Regions from separate parts of the Zea mays genome. Here regions 1 and 2 are each linked to region 3. The links are chromatin contacts, called in public Hi-C maps. All regions are on one chromosome and are shown on one strand. Each heading gives the region's core, a stretch centred on a gene start, on an enhancer-like site or on the middle of the called end of the contact. The rest is flanking DNA. Distances are from core to core; before and after follow the strand shown. Region 1 holds the start of LOC100282073 (AT-hook protein 1). Region 2 holds the start of LOC100273451. Region 3 holds the start of LOC103637703.

Region 1 (4,790 bases), core at 1,930-4,429, 140 kb after region 3:
CCTCCATTGATGAAAAATCCACATACATATTGTTGGTGAAAGCATTTGATATTCCCATATTAGCATTATTGCTCTGGCTCAAATTTTTTGGATCATGTTCATGCTCTCTATTGTCTGTTACTTTGCTTAAACCTTCTCCTGTGTCATACACAAAAATGACAGAAATAAATCACTATCAACAATATTAGAATAAGATTTGGCGGGCATAGTGATGAGTACCTTTCTCCTGAGAAAATTTCTTTTTTTTCCATGCTTTCTTTTCAACTATATTCTTTGCTCGCTTACTTTTTGCACCTTTAATCACACGAGGAACTCGAAATGATATGGCACTTTTTATTATATCTACATTGGAGTCATTTAAAACCATAGGAATATCATTTACTCTCGAAGAAGATAGAGATGCCATAGGAACATCATTTTCTCTCAGATTACTTAGAGAAGCATCTGATTCCATCTCCAACTTCTCTAATGCTTTCTCTAAATAATCAAGAAGTGGCCTTGACACTGAGCACTTCAATGCAAGGGATGTTGCCTTTCGAGACATGCGTGCAGCATGTGCTTTCAAGGTTTCATTCTGATTTGTTTTTCTTTCAATATGAAATCCCTTTTTTGCATATTTTGTCCACCTATTTAATATATATTTCGGTGGTAAAATGAAAACATCGTTCATATTAAATACTTTGAAGGCATGCTTGCACAATATACCTATAAGATATGAAAGTTTTGGTTAGCAACTTGTATTAGAACCAAAACTATAGTTTCAAATGAAAATACATACCTATGGATTCAAACTTCCTGCAAGAACATGTAATGGTCAAATCTGCAACATTGAATGTTACTGTTGCTCCATAATTTGAATGCATATGTGTAACCATGAATGTTGATATTGACCCCTCAGATTGTAACAATTTACATGAATATGAAAACTGACATTTAAATTCTTCCTCAAACTCCATATACATCCTCCTTGTATATGATTCAGCAGCATACTTCAACAAAGGTAAATTTTGGATGTAATTAACTGGATTCTTCATACGTGATTTGAAATCTTCATCCAACTCATTTTCGCGAAGAGAAGCAGAAACCTTCTCGCATTCGACGATGAGTTCGGAAAGCCCAAGTTTCCTACGGAATCTCTTCTTAAATACATTATTCATACCTTCACTCCTTTGAGTAGTTGTCATATCCGCTGTAAAAGAGTCACGATAAACAGCAGCCCACTTTTCTCTTAAATTATATAGATTTAGCATCCACAAGTTCTCCTCAAGGCTATATTCAATCAACAGTTCATTCCACTTCCTTTTGAAACAATCCTCTGATCTATCTTCATAGACACAATTTTTAAATGCAGGTAGAAACTTCTTAGGATGGTTATGAATGATATGACTTAGATGTTTAGCGGCATTAAGATAAATATGCCATAAACAAAGTCGATGTCTTGTATTTGGGAACACATAAGCAATTGCACATGCCATGGCTGCATCTTGATCAGTGAAAATTGTACTTGGATGTTTCCCTGACATTGCTGTCAAAAAGGTTTGAAAGAGCCAAACAAATGATTCAATAGTTTCATTAAATAACAGTGCAGCCCCAAAGACTATTGTCTGCTTATGATGGTTGGTTCCAAGTAGTGGAGCAAAAGGCATTTCAAACTTATTTGTTTGAAATGTGGTGTCAAATGAAACATCATCTCCAAAGCATGCATAATCTAATATAGATTGACCATCAGCCCAAAAGAAATTAGCTATCCGACCATATTGCTCACCTTCTTCCAAATCTATTTCAATGGCATAAAAAAATGCATGATCCTCTATTTGCTTATTCTTCAAGTATTCCAATAGTGTTTGTGCATCATTGGATTCTAAATATTTCTTTCGTTCGCGACCGATCTCATTATTACAATCCATCCTCGAGAATGGAACTTTATCAGCACCTCCATAAAATTGCTTCATAAATTCATACACTTGCGTTGGTCTCATTCCAGCTTCCCGTATTTGGCTAATGAGTTGTCTGTCCGCTTCAATAACATGTCGTTGGGACCTTAACTTGTGTGCCTTGTTCGGACTAGCGAGGGTATGATTGTGTTCAAGTTCAACTTTTTGCACTGTCCAAACCCCTTCCCTGCTAATGCTAAACTGGACACGAGCTTTGCAACCTGTCCTTGTAGTTGATTGTGATGGCTCATTTTTTCTATTACCTTGGTTGCTGCAAACTATATGTTTCTGAAATATAGTTTTATCTGGTCGACGTCTTGTATCACTCTTTCTAATACTAAACCCAACCATACATGCATAAGCATTGTACATCTCATAAGCTTCTTTCTCAGAGTCAAAATACATTCCTACTTTAGGAACAATCACAGCTGGTCCAACTGGATCAACCTTCTATTGCAAAATACGTTTAGAATAAAGTCACGTTACAACAGTACGGAAATTTATTGCAAAATACGTTTAGAATAAAATCACCTTATATGTCACCACTTCTGGAATCGTGTTCTCCTTGCCTTGAATGTTAGTATCGATAGCGCCAACAATATTTACTTCGGTGTTTATACACTCAATGTTCTATGCAAATGTGGGAATTACAGTCAAATAGACAAACTAAATAGACGGAAAAAGTACAATGATCAAAAGAACTAATGATGACAGTACCTGCAGTGTCGCCTCTTCATGATCAGATGGATCGACGATTTGGGTAGGGACGTCACATAGCAAGGGTTGCAGCTGGGACATGATATTCGTGGTGGCGGCGGCAGGATCGCTGTACTCTTCCATGGATGCAATCGTCCCTCTAGGGCTGTGTGTTTGCGGTACGCAAGGAATGGCGGCGCTCGTTTGTGTAGGGCATGAAAAAAAGTAGATGGCTTATTTGCTTGTACGGCTGGCAGCTGGCTCCAAACGTTGGCTCCTTTTAACATTAAATTAGTGTGGCCAGCCGATCCGAAAGATTGCTTTGAGATTAATAAATGAACACGTGGCATCAATCCGGTAAGTGCTGCACAGATATCGCTCTGCAGCACGCATGTATGGAATTTTTTCCCTCGAGGTCGAGCTACTACCATCCATCTCTCCCCATTGCATGCGAAACAAGAAAGCAAGAGGCCAAGAGGAGCAGAGTGAGTGAGTGGCGTTTGGTGTGAAATGTGGACTTGGACCTGGAAGGAGGACGAAGCGGGTCATGGAATGGTGATGGACCTGCTGCTTGCTCCCCTCCCTGCCGATCTCTAATCACTTTGCCCCTAGGTACCGTACAGGCGTGCGCGCGGGGCATCAGACACACCTCCCCTTCCTAACTTCCACCAAATCTCCCTCCCTACCGTGCTTTCCGCTTTCCTCCCTTGATTTTTTTTATCCGTCTCCTAGCTCCAGATTTTAAAAATTATCTCTTGTGAGCAACTCATAGCTAACTACTACTAGTAGCTGAGACTAAAAGGGTGTGCTCTCTCGCTTTTAATCTCCATGTTACCGCTAGTGCTCTAGTCTTACCTAGCCTTGCTGAGCCCCTTGCAGTGCTGGGAGGAGAAGGACAAGGTCTCTGATCAGCTCAGCTTGTCTGGTCAAAGCTGAGAGCCTCGTTGTGCTGTGAGTGCAAGCTCGACCGACAGGACCCCTGCCACTGTGAAGCACAGCGTCAGCGGCGACAAGACGAAGGGGCGGAAGCTGCCAAGCCGATAGATCTACGCAAATGGAGACCAAGGACGTGTCGCCGCTCGCCGCCGCCACCACCACCACCGCGGCGCCCGTGCCTGCACCGACCTCTCAACCGCCTCCGCCGGCCCCTTCTTCTATGGCGCCGCCGCAGCACCAGCACCAGCACCATCCGCCGCCGCCGTTCGCGCAGCAGGCGGCCCCGGTTCCGTCGCCTGCCGCGTCCATGCCCGGCGGCATGCGGCTCTCGTTCGACCAGATGTCCGGGAAGGCGCCCGGGGAGCAGCACCACCACTCCGCGCCCATGCTGTACACGGTGCCACCACCGCAGTCCGCCGCGGGCGCGGGCGCACCGGGGGCCAATGTGCTGGGCATGGGCGAGCTGATGCGCAAGAAGCGCGGCCGGCCGCGCAAGTACGCGCCCGACGGGAGCATGGCTCTGGCGCTGGCCCCCATCTCCTCCGCCTCAGCCGGCGGCGCCGCAGCCCCCGGACAGCAGCAGCACGGCGGCGGGTTCTCCATCAGCAGCCCCCCGTCCGACCCCAACGCCAAGCGCCGCGGCCGGCCTCCCGGCTCTGGCAAGAAGAAGCAGTTCGAAGCCTTGGGTACATGTTTCTCTCCCGTGCTAAAATCCCTTCGTACATGCTTCTTGCGCGCGCCCTATCTCACCAGTGCTGTGCTCCTTTCTTCGCTCGTGCAGGCTCCTGGGGCATCGCCTTCACCCCTCACATCCTCACCGTCAAGGCCGGCGAGGTAAGATTCACAGATCTTGTTCAACTTTCAAAACTTTTGTTGCATGCATCCTTGCCGGCTTGCCGTCGCTGGTCGTATGGCGTAGATCTGCGAGTCGGCGCATCTCCTCTATGAAGGCCAAGTCATGTATGGTCGTAGGGAGTACGCATGTCATGTATGGCTTCTTGCCAGAAGGCCAAGTCACCTGTGCTTGCTGTGACCTTTGTGCTCTGTTCTGCCATGCCGTTGGGAAGCCCGGCAGGCTGTGAGCTCGCGTGGCGTGGGTGTTCGTCAGATTCCCGGCACAGCTACCAGTTGACCGGGCCCACTGTCAGTGGTGGCAAGCTGGTACTAGTGGGTGATGCACTCGTTGTCATTCCGGATTCTGACTGAGACTCTGGTGCTGCCAGT
Region 2 (4,832 bases), core at 1,087-3,586, 150 kb before region 3:
TAAGGTTATTTTGCTAGTTTCAGTGATAAAACCAGATATCGAATAATGTGGCCTTTGTGAAGCACATAAAATAAAAGGGACATAAGATGCTTAGCGATCCTCTTTTTAGTCAATATGCACTATCAATGGAAGCAAGTAAAAGATTGGGCATGTACTCATGTAGATCTGGAAACGTGTGCAGCTGGGCCCAGATGGTCCCAAGCTGCGAATCTGACAGGAAATCCTTTGAAAGAAGGGTAGTCTCACCGAAAGTCATTGTAGCAACGCTTGATGCAAGATACATCTGATGCAGTAACAGCAATGATTGCACCATTCTTGTGAGCATCTTCACACGCTTGCTTGATAGCTTCAATTGTGTGAGGCAGCTCAAATAGATAACCTTCCACAATTAGTACATTTGATTTAGACACTAAACTGGCCAAGTCTGAATCGTAACTCAGAGTTGACGAAGTACCCTGCAAAGACAGGAAGCGCATGCCACTGTTTGAGCATATATTTGTTGCAGGTGCAGCACAATCTAGATGATTGGCCAATGAATTATACTTTTCCAAAATACAGGCTCATGAATCAAGGATGTATCATTAAGATCACATGATAGTTTTGCTTCCATATTCATACTACTACAAACAATACCATGACAAAAATCCCTGGAAATTTCACTTCATCCTTTGCACATTGATATTCATATGATTTAGATATGGTATAGACTCTTAAAGCTATCTCCAATAGCTTACCCATTCTCATATTCAAACTTCACTGTGCGAACAGTGCAGTCTACAGTACATAGCAGTGTTTTTGGTCACCATGTGGGTGAAATGCTGGAGACGGTCTAAGAGGCCAGATAGTGAACTGTTTAATGTCCAGACACAAGTTGGTGCCCTGAGGTGTCTAAAGAGTGTAAAGAGGGCTGGGAAAGCGCAGTAAGCAAGTGTAACTGAAATAATATCTGACAAGTTCAGATATAGAAGAGTTGTCAGCAAAGGAAGTAAAAGGAATTGACCTGATACGCAAGCATAGTACGCTGTGCATCCGGCGTTGTTAGAACAATGACAGTTCCAGTTGTTCCATCTTTGACCGGCTTAGACAGGAAGTGCACATTAGCACGGCGCAACTTTGCCCTAAAAGTGTGATTGAACAGAAAGCATGATGTCAGCCAATACTCTAAAGACTCAGTGCAGAAATAGGACATCATGCAAACCTGCAATAGAAATAGTGACAAATTAGTGAATTACCTGTAGAAACTACCTAGTGGGTCACTGCCCACACTGCCGCCCATCACAATATTAAGCTCAGGGTAGCCAGCAGACTGGCTACTACCAAGCCTTGCCAGCGCAACGAGCGAGTTGGACAGGGAGCCTCCAGCTGCAGCCTTGTAGCTGCATCCATCCATGGCACGCAAGACCCGTCCCCTCTCCTCATGGTTTATGACCTTTCTCGTGCCCTTCTCTATGCCCAATCTGTCAAGGAACTCGTCATCCACCATCCCTGAGAAGTCAACCTATTTGCCCCGCAGAACAGTGACTAGTCAGAATTGATCTTAAGTTCTCAACAACACACCCGTACAGATAGAAGTTTGAACTACTTTTCACAAGTTGCATCTTCCTGATCAATACTTGAGAGGCAAGTAGAGTAACTGGCCCAACAGTTTATTCAGGCATCTAATTATAGTTGTAGCCTAATACGGAGTCAAAGCATCCTGAGTTTGATCAAGTTTATTTAAAGAATATCAATAAATATGGTACCAATAAGTATCATTAGATTCTTCGTTGAATATAGTATTGCATTATATATATCTGGTTTCATAAATATTGATTTTTTTCCTATAAACTGGGGGAGGGGGAGAAGACCAGGGTTGCACGCACCATCGCCTGGCCGAGGCCCAGCACGTCCCATCTCTCTGGCCCAACGGCCGCCGCGGAGAGCTCCACGGCGTCGTCGATCTCGCCCTCCCGCTGCCCCACTCGTAGGACGTGCTCCTCCTCCTCGTCGCTCTCACTGGCGCCGGCGTCCGATAATCCGCCGAGGAGCGCTCGCGCCGCCCAGCCCATCCGGCGCACAACGAGCCGGTGCCAGCTACAGGCGCGCGGGGAATTCCCGGGTCCTCGGCGCGGGGCGAGATGTAGGAGCGAGGAAGGGGGGCGAGAGTCTTGAGAAGAAGAGAAGCGGCGGATGATTCGGGAGGGAGAGGAGACCGTGGAGGCGGTGGTGAGCGCCATTGTGGGTAGCCAGCGCGCCGCGCCGCCGTGGCGTATTTGGTGAGGAAACGGATTGGGGTAATCAGGTCCCGACCCCCGAGATGAGATGGGGGCGCGGCCGGCTGCAGCTGCTGCCTCGCTGCCTCGCTCCCTGTCACTAGAAAAGAGGGGAGAACATATGTATATAATAAATAATAGCCGAAATTATATAAATTAAACAAATAAAAAAGAAGAAATAGACCTATGCGTGACCAGACACGACGAGAGTATGGCTGCCTCGCTCCCTGTCACAAAAAAGAGGAGAATATATATATATATATAATAGCTGAAATTATATAAATTAAACAAATAAAGAAGAAGAAATAGACCTATGCGTGACCAGACACGACGAGAGTACGGCTGTCTCGCTCCCTGTCGCAAAAAAGAGGAGAATATATATATTTATATATATAGTTGTATATTTTGAGCCTCGCCACCCGGGATGGCAGTTGGACCCGTGGGTATGGATACCCGCGGGTTTCGTACCCGGTGGATATGGATAGAAAACTCACCCGCGGGTTCTATCGGGTCGGATACCCGAAATATATCGGGTTGGGTATGGGTAAAATAAATTACCCGCGGGTATCCAGTAGATATCCGAGATATCAATATACCTTTTTAAATGTGATACATCCACTAAAAATTAAGGACCATAATAAAATGGAGCCAAAAAAATACACAACAATCCTGGTTTTGTTGCATGCTGGTTGTTGCTACTTCACCATGGACACAGGCACGACCACGGACTGCTGTTGCTGGCGGCAGGCTGCTGCTACTATACACCATGTCACGGGCTGCTGAAGCTGGTTGCTGCATGATGTTTTTATTTATCAATTTATCATGGCGCATGTGTTGTTGATTAATGAATATTAATTTGTGCTAACAGTCAACTGTAATGTAATAGAGATCAATGAGACATTGACAATGTTATGATTGTCAAATGTCACCTGCTGGAGCTGGTTGCTGCATGATGTTTTTATTTATCAATTTATCATGGCGCATGTGTTGTTGATTAATGAATATTAATTTGTGCTAACAGTCAACTGTAATGTAATAGAGATCAATGAGACATTGACAATGTTATGATTGTCAACTGTCATAAACTCATTAAGTTGAGATATTGTATCGACGTGTAGCTAAATATAGTCATTCTCGTGTTGTACTGGTGATTAGATGGAAACTAAAATATTTTATGTATTTATTATAACACTAACTGAATGTTATTTAGTCTACAGTAACATATCTACTGGATATCTGATACCCGGTGGATACCCGATGGGCATGGGTACGGGTACAGTTTCTCGCCTGATTGGCTTGGTGGGTATGGATATTTGTAGAAGTCTCGGGTATAATTTCGGGTCGGGTATTATTATACCCGAACAAAATCCGACCCCGCTGCCATCCCTACTTGCCACCATTCCTATTCTGCCGCTCCCGTTCTGCCACCATTCCCGTTTCTCATTCTCATGTTCTATCATCTCCCGTTCTGCCACCATTCCCGTTTCTCATTCCCATGTTCTATCATCATTCTATGTTCTGTCATTTCCATTCCCCCCTCCTCGCAAAGCTCATTCACATTCCCCCGTACAGCTCACGTCTAGCTAAAATTAAAAAAACACACATGTCCTCAAGGAGATTTGAACTCGTGACCTCTTAAGCAAAGGCCAAGAGTAGCTACCACTACACCACATGTGTGTTTATGTCAGCATCTATGACAGGAAACACATCTACTACATCTCTTACCAAGCTTACTTGCTACCCTTGCACAATGCGTAGTAGTAGATAAGTATCACATAGATTCTTGAATTATATTTTTGGATGAAGGTAATATTATTTAAAGAAGAGTTTTGCATGCAATTTCTTTTGTTTGAATAATGTTTTATACTTAAATCTCTTTTTTGCATGCATGACATTTATTCTTCGTAATATTTTTTCCATGGATCAGACTTGTGAGTCATTTTTATAAACCAACGTCAACCATGAATCCATATTTCTTACTTGAAACCCCGAACAAACACCATGAGCAGGAAGCACTCGCGTTGGCGTCGCTCATCGATGACGAGAAGAAGCTTGCCGACTGTCAGTCCGACCTCTAGAAGCAGTCCTATGTGGCTACATGCGCCGCTGTGTACGACATGCTCCCGCGAAGCCGCCGCTTGGACGCGGTCCAGAGCAGCTGCACCGCACTGTCCATCGTTAAGCAGGGGGGCCTCATGGTTGTCGCCAACATCGACGACTCTCGGGTTGTTCTAGACACCGCATCCGATGACGACGCCATCACGCCGTCCAGCTCATCGTCCACCTGAAGCCCAACCTGCCACGTAAGTCGCTACTGACCGGACATGAATTCTTGTGCGCTGGGACGATGGATGTTGCTGACGTTGTGTGAGTGTCCTCGAACATGATGTATGTAGTGGAGTAGCGCATCCGGTGGTGCAACGGCCAGGGGTACTACCTCGCTGATGAGCCCGGGGTGCACTTCGTTTGGCAGCCCAACCAAGAGTCATCGGTACTCGTCATGTCGCGCGCGTTTGACGACTACTATATCGAGGATTGTGGCGTCATCTTGGCGTCGGAGGTGATGCAGAGGAGGATCGA
Region 3 (4,436 bases), core at 22-2,521:
GGCCCCGGAAGACGACGAACTCCGCCTCGCCCGACCCCAGGGCTCGGACTCGGGCTCAGCCCCGGAAGACGACGAACTCCGCCTCGCCCGATCCCAGGGCTCGGACTCGGGCTCGGCCCCGGAAGACGACGAACTCCGCCTCGCCCGATCCCAGGGCTCGGACTCGGGCTCGGCCCCGGAAGACGACGAACTCCGCCTCGCCCGACCCCAGGGCTCGGACTCGGGCTCGGCCCCGGAAGACGACGAACTCCGCCTCGCCCGATCCTAGGGCTCGGACTCAGCCCTGGCCTCAGCCGACGGTCTCCGCCTCGCCTGACCCAGGGGCTCGGACTCGACCTCGGCCTCGGAAGACAGACTAGACCTCGACCTCGGAGGAGCCTCCGCCTCGCCCAACCCAGGGCTCAGACCGATCACGTCACAGGAGGCGCCATCATTACCCTATCCCAAGCTAACTCAGGCTACGGGGAACAAGACCGGCATACCATCTGGCTCGCCCCGGTAAACAAGTAATGATGGCGCTCTGCATGCTCCATGACGACGGCGGCTCCCAGCCCCCTTACGGAAGCAAGGAGACGTCAGCAAGGACTCGACAGCCCCGACAGCTGTCCTTCCGCCAGGCTCCAGCGCTCCTCCGACGACCACGACACCACACGAACAGGGTGTCAAAACCTCTCCGGCTGCCACGACGGCATGTACTTAGGGCACTAGCTCTTCTCTGCTAGACACATTAGCACACTGCTACACCTCCCATTGTACACCTGGACCCTCTCCTTACGCCTATAAAAGGAAGGTCCAGGGCCCTCTTACAGAGGGTTGGCCGCGCGGGGAAGAGGATGGGACGGCGCGCACATATGCCTCTCGCTCCCTCCCGCGCGGACGCTTGTAACCCCCTACTACAAGCGCACCCGACCTGGACGCGGGACAAACACGAAGGTCGTGGGTTTCCCTTTTACGCCTGTCTCCCTCCGGCTTCTCCCCGTTCGCGCTCCGTCTCGCGCCGACCCATCTGGACTGGGGCACGCGGCGACAATTTACTCGTCGGTCCAGGGACCCCGGGGTCGAAACGCCGACAATGTCTATATTAAAATAAACGATGATATACACATACAAAATATATACATCAATTATTATATAAATAATTAAAAGTCTTAAACGAATTTAGTTTTTGGGTAGAGGGTGAAATAAAGGATCTGAAAACATAAAAAAACAACTAGTGTCATGTCACAAGCCGTGTTTGATATGGGCATATGGCTTGACTTTTGCATCGTGTGATGTAAATGTGCACTGACTTCACACATGTTTAACGTCGTCGCCGCACAGGCACAGAAGCTCCCCTCGCCTGCGGTCACTGCATGGTCGAATTTGCCCCTTGTGCTTTCCTCTCCTTCCTGCAAGGAGTCGAGACGAGACATCATCCCTTCTCTCTCCACATCTCTCGACCCCGACCTCGCTCGCCGTCTCTTCCCTGCCCCTGCCCCTGCCCCCTCAGCTGCGATCTCCCTCCCTCCCCCGAATCGCTGAATTTTTCTCACTCCTCCTCCTTCCCATCTCGGATCGACTCCAAGACGCCGAGCCCACTTTGGTGACCCAGCCCCGAAATCCCCAATCGAGCTCGACCGGAACCCGTCGATTCCGCCGGATTCGACCTCCCGCCGGTGAGGCGGTTCGCCTGAATCGGCCGATTGGACCCGAATTCGGGTGTTCCGGATGCGCTCAGAGCGGAGGCTTGCGGATCTAGGGTTCCGGAGGGCCTAGGGTTGCTGCCGGCGATCTGGTGATGGTGGTGCGGCGCGGTGCCGGAGCTCGGCGAGGAGGGTTCGGCAGCGACGTTGGAGAAGATGCAGCGAGCCGGATATGCATGGGTGGCGCGGCGCTGAGGGGTGCGACGTCAGGAGGCGGCGTCTCGTTCGGCTCATGTGGCCAGCGGCACGCGTAGAGGCAGAAGCTCCACCACCACCGGCACAAGGACCAGCTACTTCTCCTTCTGGTTCATCTGCTACCCATCCTCGGACTACTTATCGGCCGGAATCGAGTGCGCAGAAGCAGGAGTGCATCGATCTTCCCTGCCCAGTGTCATCTGATTCCTTTGTAAAGGTGCGTTTTTGTTGGGTATCACTTGCTTGCTAAACTCGATGGGTTTAGACTCAGGTTGCCAACCCTTTTTTTTAGCTGTTTGGACTTGAAATATACCAGCTATATGAAGCATCTGCACTAGATAACTAGATTCCTCAGGTGTTAGACGCCTCGAGGTTTTGGGCTGAGTAAACTGTTGAGTTTGGATGCACTACTGCTGACTGCAAGCATGCTAATATGGAAATATTGTGCGGAATTCCTTTTGCATCATTGCATCGAATTCTGTGAACGGTTCACTAACAAATTGGCAATTTGGTCACACCAAATGAAAGGATCTACTACTACTAATTTTTTTCACAAACAATGTGGGAAGTGCCATCCCGTGAATAGTCGTGATTTCACAAATGATGTGGGAAAGTGCTACCCAAGAATAACGGTGCAAGGGTGAACAAATTACTTAGTTTCTTATTGCAGCCATATTCTTACTTTCTGCAAATAATGCAAGGTGGACCTTGCTTGTGCCGGTGTTCATTTCAATAACACAGTTTACACTGTTTGTCCATTTCTTGTTTGATTGTTAACATATTGAGCACCGCGAGGTTGTAATTGTTGAACTTGTATACCAAACTAAGAAGAGAATGGATTAACACACTTGTTATTGGATAACTTGTAACAAGCTGTTCAATTTTCAGGACGGGCGTGAGATTAGAGTTGGCGATTGTGCTCTTTTTCGGGCTGTCGATGTCCCTCCATTCATTGGATTGATACGTTGGATTGAGAAGAAGGAAGAAGGCTATCCCAAATTACGTGTTAGTTGGCTTTATAGACCTAACGACGTGAAGCTTAACAAGGGTATACAACTCAACGCTGCACCAAACGAGATCTTCTACTCTTTCCACCAGGACGAAGCATCTGCTGTTTCTCTGCTGCATCCTTGCAAAGTTGCCTTTTTACGGAAAGGTGTTGAGCTACCAGCTGGAATTGCTTCATTTGTATGTTGGCGCGTGTACGATATTGACAACAAGTGCTTATGGTGGCTTACTGACCGGGACTATATTAATGTAAATTCATTTCTTTCTTGTTTTGTTCATTATATATCTATATATACTTATTAACATATGAAATTGATAACTAGGAACGGCAGGAAGAAGTAAATCGCCTTCTATACAGAACAAGGCTAGAAATGCGTGCCGCATTACAATCAGGTGGACGCTCTCCAAAGCGCTTAAATAGTCCTTCAGCTTCCCAGCAACTGAAGACTGCTTCAGATGGTACACAGAATGGTGGTTTGTCTAGAGGAAAGAAGAGAGAGAGAAGTGAACAGGGAGTTGATCCAGCCAAGCGGGATCGTGATCGTCTACTTAAGGTTGATGACGGTGAGCCTGGAAGCTTTAACTTGGATGATATTAAGTCCGAAATAGCAAAGATAACAGAAAAAGGTGGACTTCCAAATGCAGAAGCAGTTGCAAAACTTGTACATCTTATGCAACTTGATCGAACTGAGCAGAAGATAGACCATAGTGGTCGGGTTATACTTGCTGATGTTATTGCTGCTACAGATAGTCCCGATTGCCTCGGCAGATTTGTCCAATCAAGGGGCCTTCCCGTGTTGGACAGTTGGCTTCAAGAGGCCCACAAAGGGAAGTCTGGTGATGGGAGTAGTCCTAAAGAAGCAGATAAGCCTATTGATGAACTTCTCTTGGCCCTGCTTCGTGCACTAGCTAAATTGCCTATTAATCTCAGTGCATTACAAAGTTGTAGCATTGGGAAATCTGTCAATCATCTGCGCAGCCATAAAAATCTGGAGATTCAAAAGAAAGCTAAGTGTCTTGTTGAGAACTGGAAGAAGCGTGTTGATGCTGAGATGAAGTCAAATGATGTGAAGCCTTTAGTTTCAGGTCAATCTGTTTCCTGGTCAGGAAAAGCAGGTTTTCAAGAAATTTCAAATGTTGGAACCAAACGAGGTGGCTCAAGTGAGAACAGTCCAAAAAATTCAGTGCCCACTCTTTCATCATCAAAAGTTTTGACTGATAAACCTGGGGGCACAGATGCTGCAGCGAAGTTGAATCCTGGGGTATCTGCATTGTCAAATTTACAACATGTGCAATCAACACATGTTACTACCAACTTGAAGGAGCAGCCCTGCAAATCAACTGGTGGGACTGGCTGTCCTGAGCTGCCTACTGTAAAAGAGGAGAAAAGCAGCAGTTCAAGCCAATCGCCGAACAACAGCCAGTCAATATCTAGTGAGCCATCGAAGGATGCAAGAAGTTCAACTGCTGCTTCTGGTGGTGCTAGTAAAACTTCTGGAAGCTCTTCACGGAGCCATCGAAGGGCAAACAATGGTCTTGTTTCAGGGAACC

The links. A called contact is a pair of places that touch in the nucleus more often than the background predicts.
Region 1: a Hi-C map of ear shows a contact between it and region 3, with 5 times the contacts expected there. The contact joins the promoter of LOC100282073 here to the promoter of LOC103637703 in region 3. A contact is called at or near these places in 7 of 25 Hi-C or Micro-C datasets (bundle sheath, ear, endosperm and 3 more).
Region 2: a Hi-C map of leaf shows a contact between it and region 3, with 5 times the contacts expected there. The contact joins the promoter of LOC100273451 here to the promoter of LOC103637703 in region 3. A contact is called at or near these places in 5 of 25 Hi-C or Micro-C datasets (bundle sheath, ear, leaf and 1 more).

Annotation. Positions count from the first base shown.
Region 1 is chr1:101,447,261-101,452,050 of Zm-B73-REFERENCE-NAM-5.0, forward strand. LOC100282073 (AT-hook protein 1) reads left to right here and starts at 3,180. Exons shown (of 6, transcript NM_001154986.1): 1 at 3,180-3,433; 2 at 3,510-4,252; 3 at 4,348-4,400. The coding sequence starts at 3,685. It overlaps LOC103637704 (protein FAR1-RELATED SEQUENCE 5-like), which reads right to left and starts at 2,956. Exons shown (of 5, transcript XM_008660389.1): 1 at 2,652-2,956; 2 at 2,466-2,564; 3 at 779-2,384; 4 at 220-705; 5 at 1-138. The coding sequence starts at 2,774.
Region 2 is chr1:101,152,198-101,157,029 of Zm-B73-REFERENCE-NAM-5.0, forward strand. LOC100273451 reads right to left here and starts at 2,337. Exons shown (of 5, transcript NM_001147888.1): 1 at 1,863-2,337; 2 at 1,233-1,498; 3 at 1,001-1,118; 4 at 247-455. The coding sequence starts at 2,216.
Region 3 is chr1:101,305,344-101,309,779 of Zm-B73-REFERENCE-NAM-5.0, forward strand. It overlaps LOC103637703, which reads left to right and starts at 1,272. Exons shown (of 5, transcript XM_008660384.3): 1 at 1,272-2,094; 2 at 2,766-3,134; 3 at 3,209-4,436. The coding sequence starts at 1,855.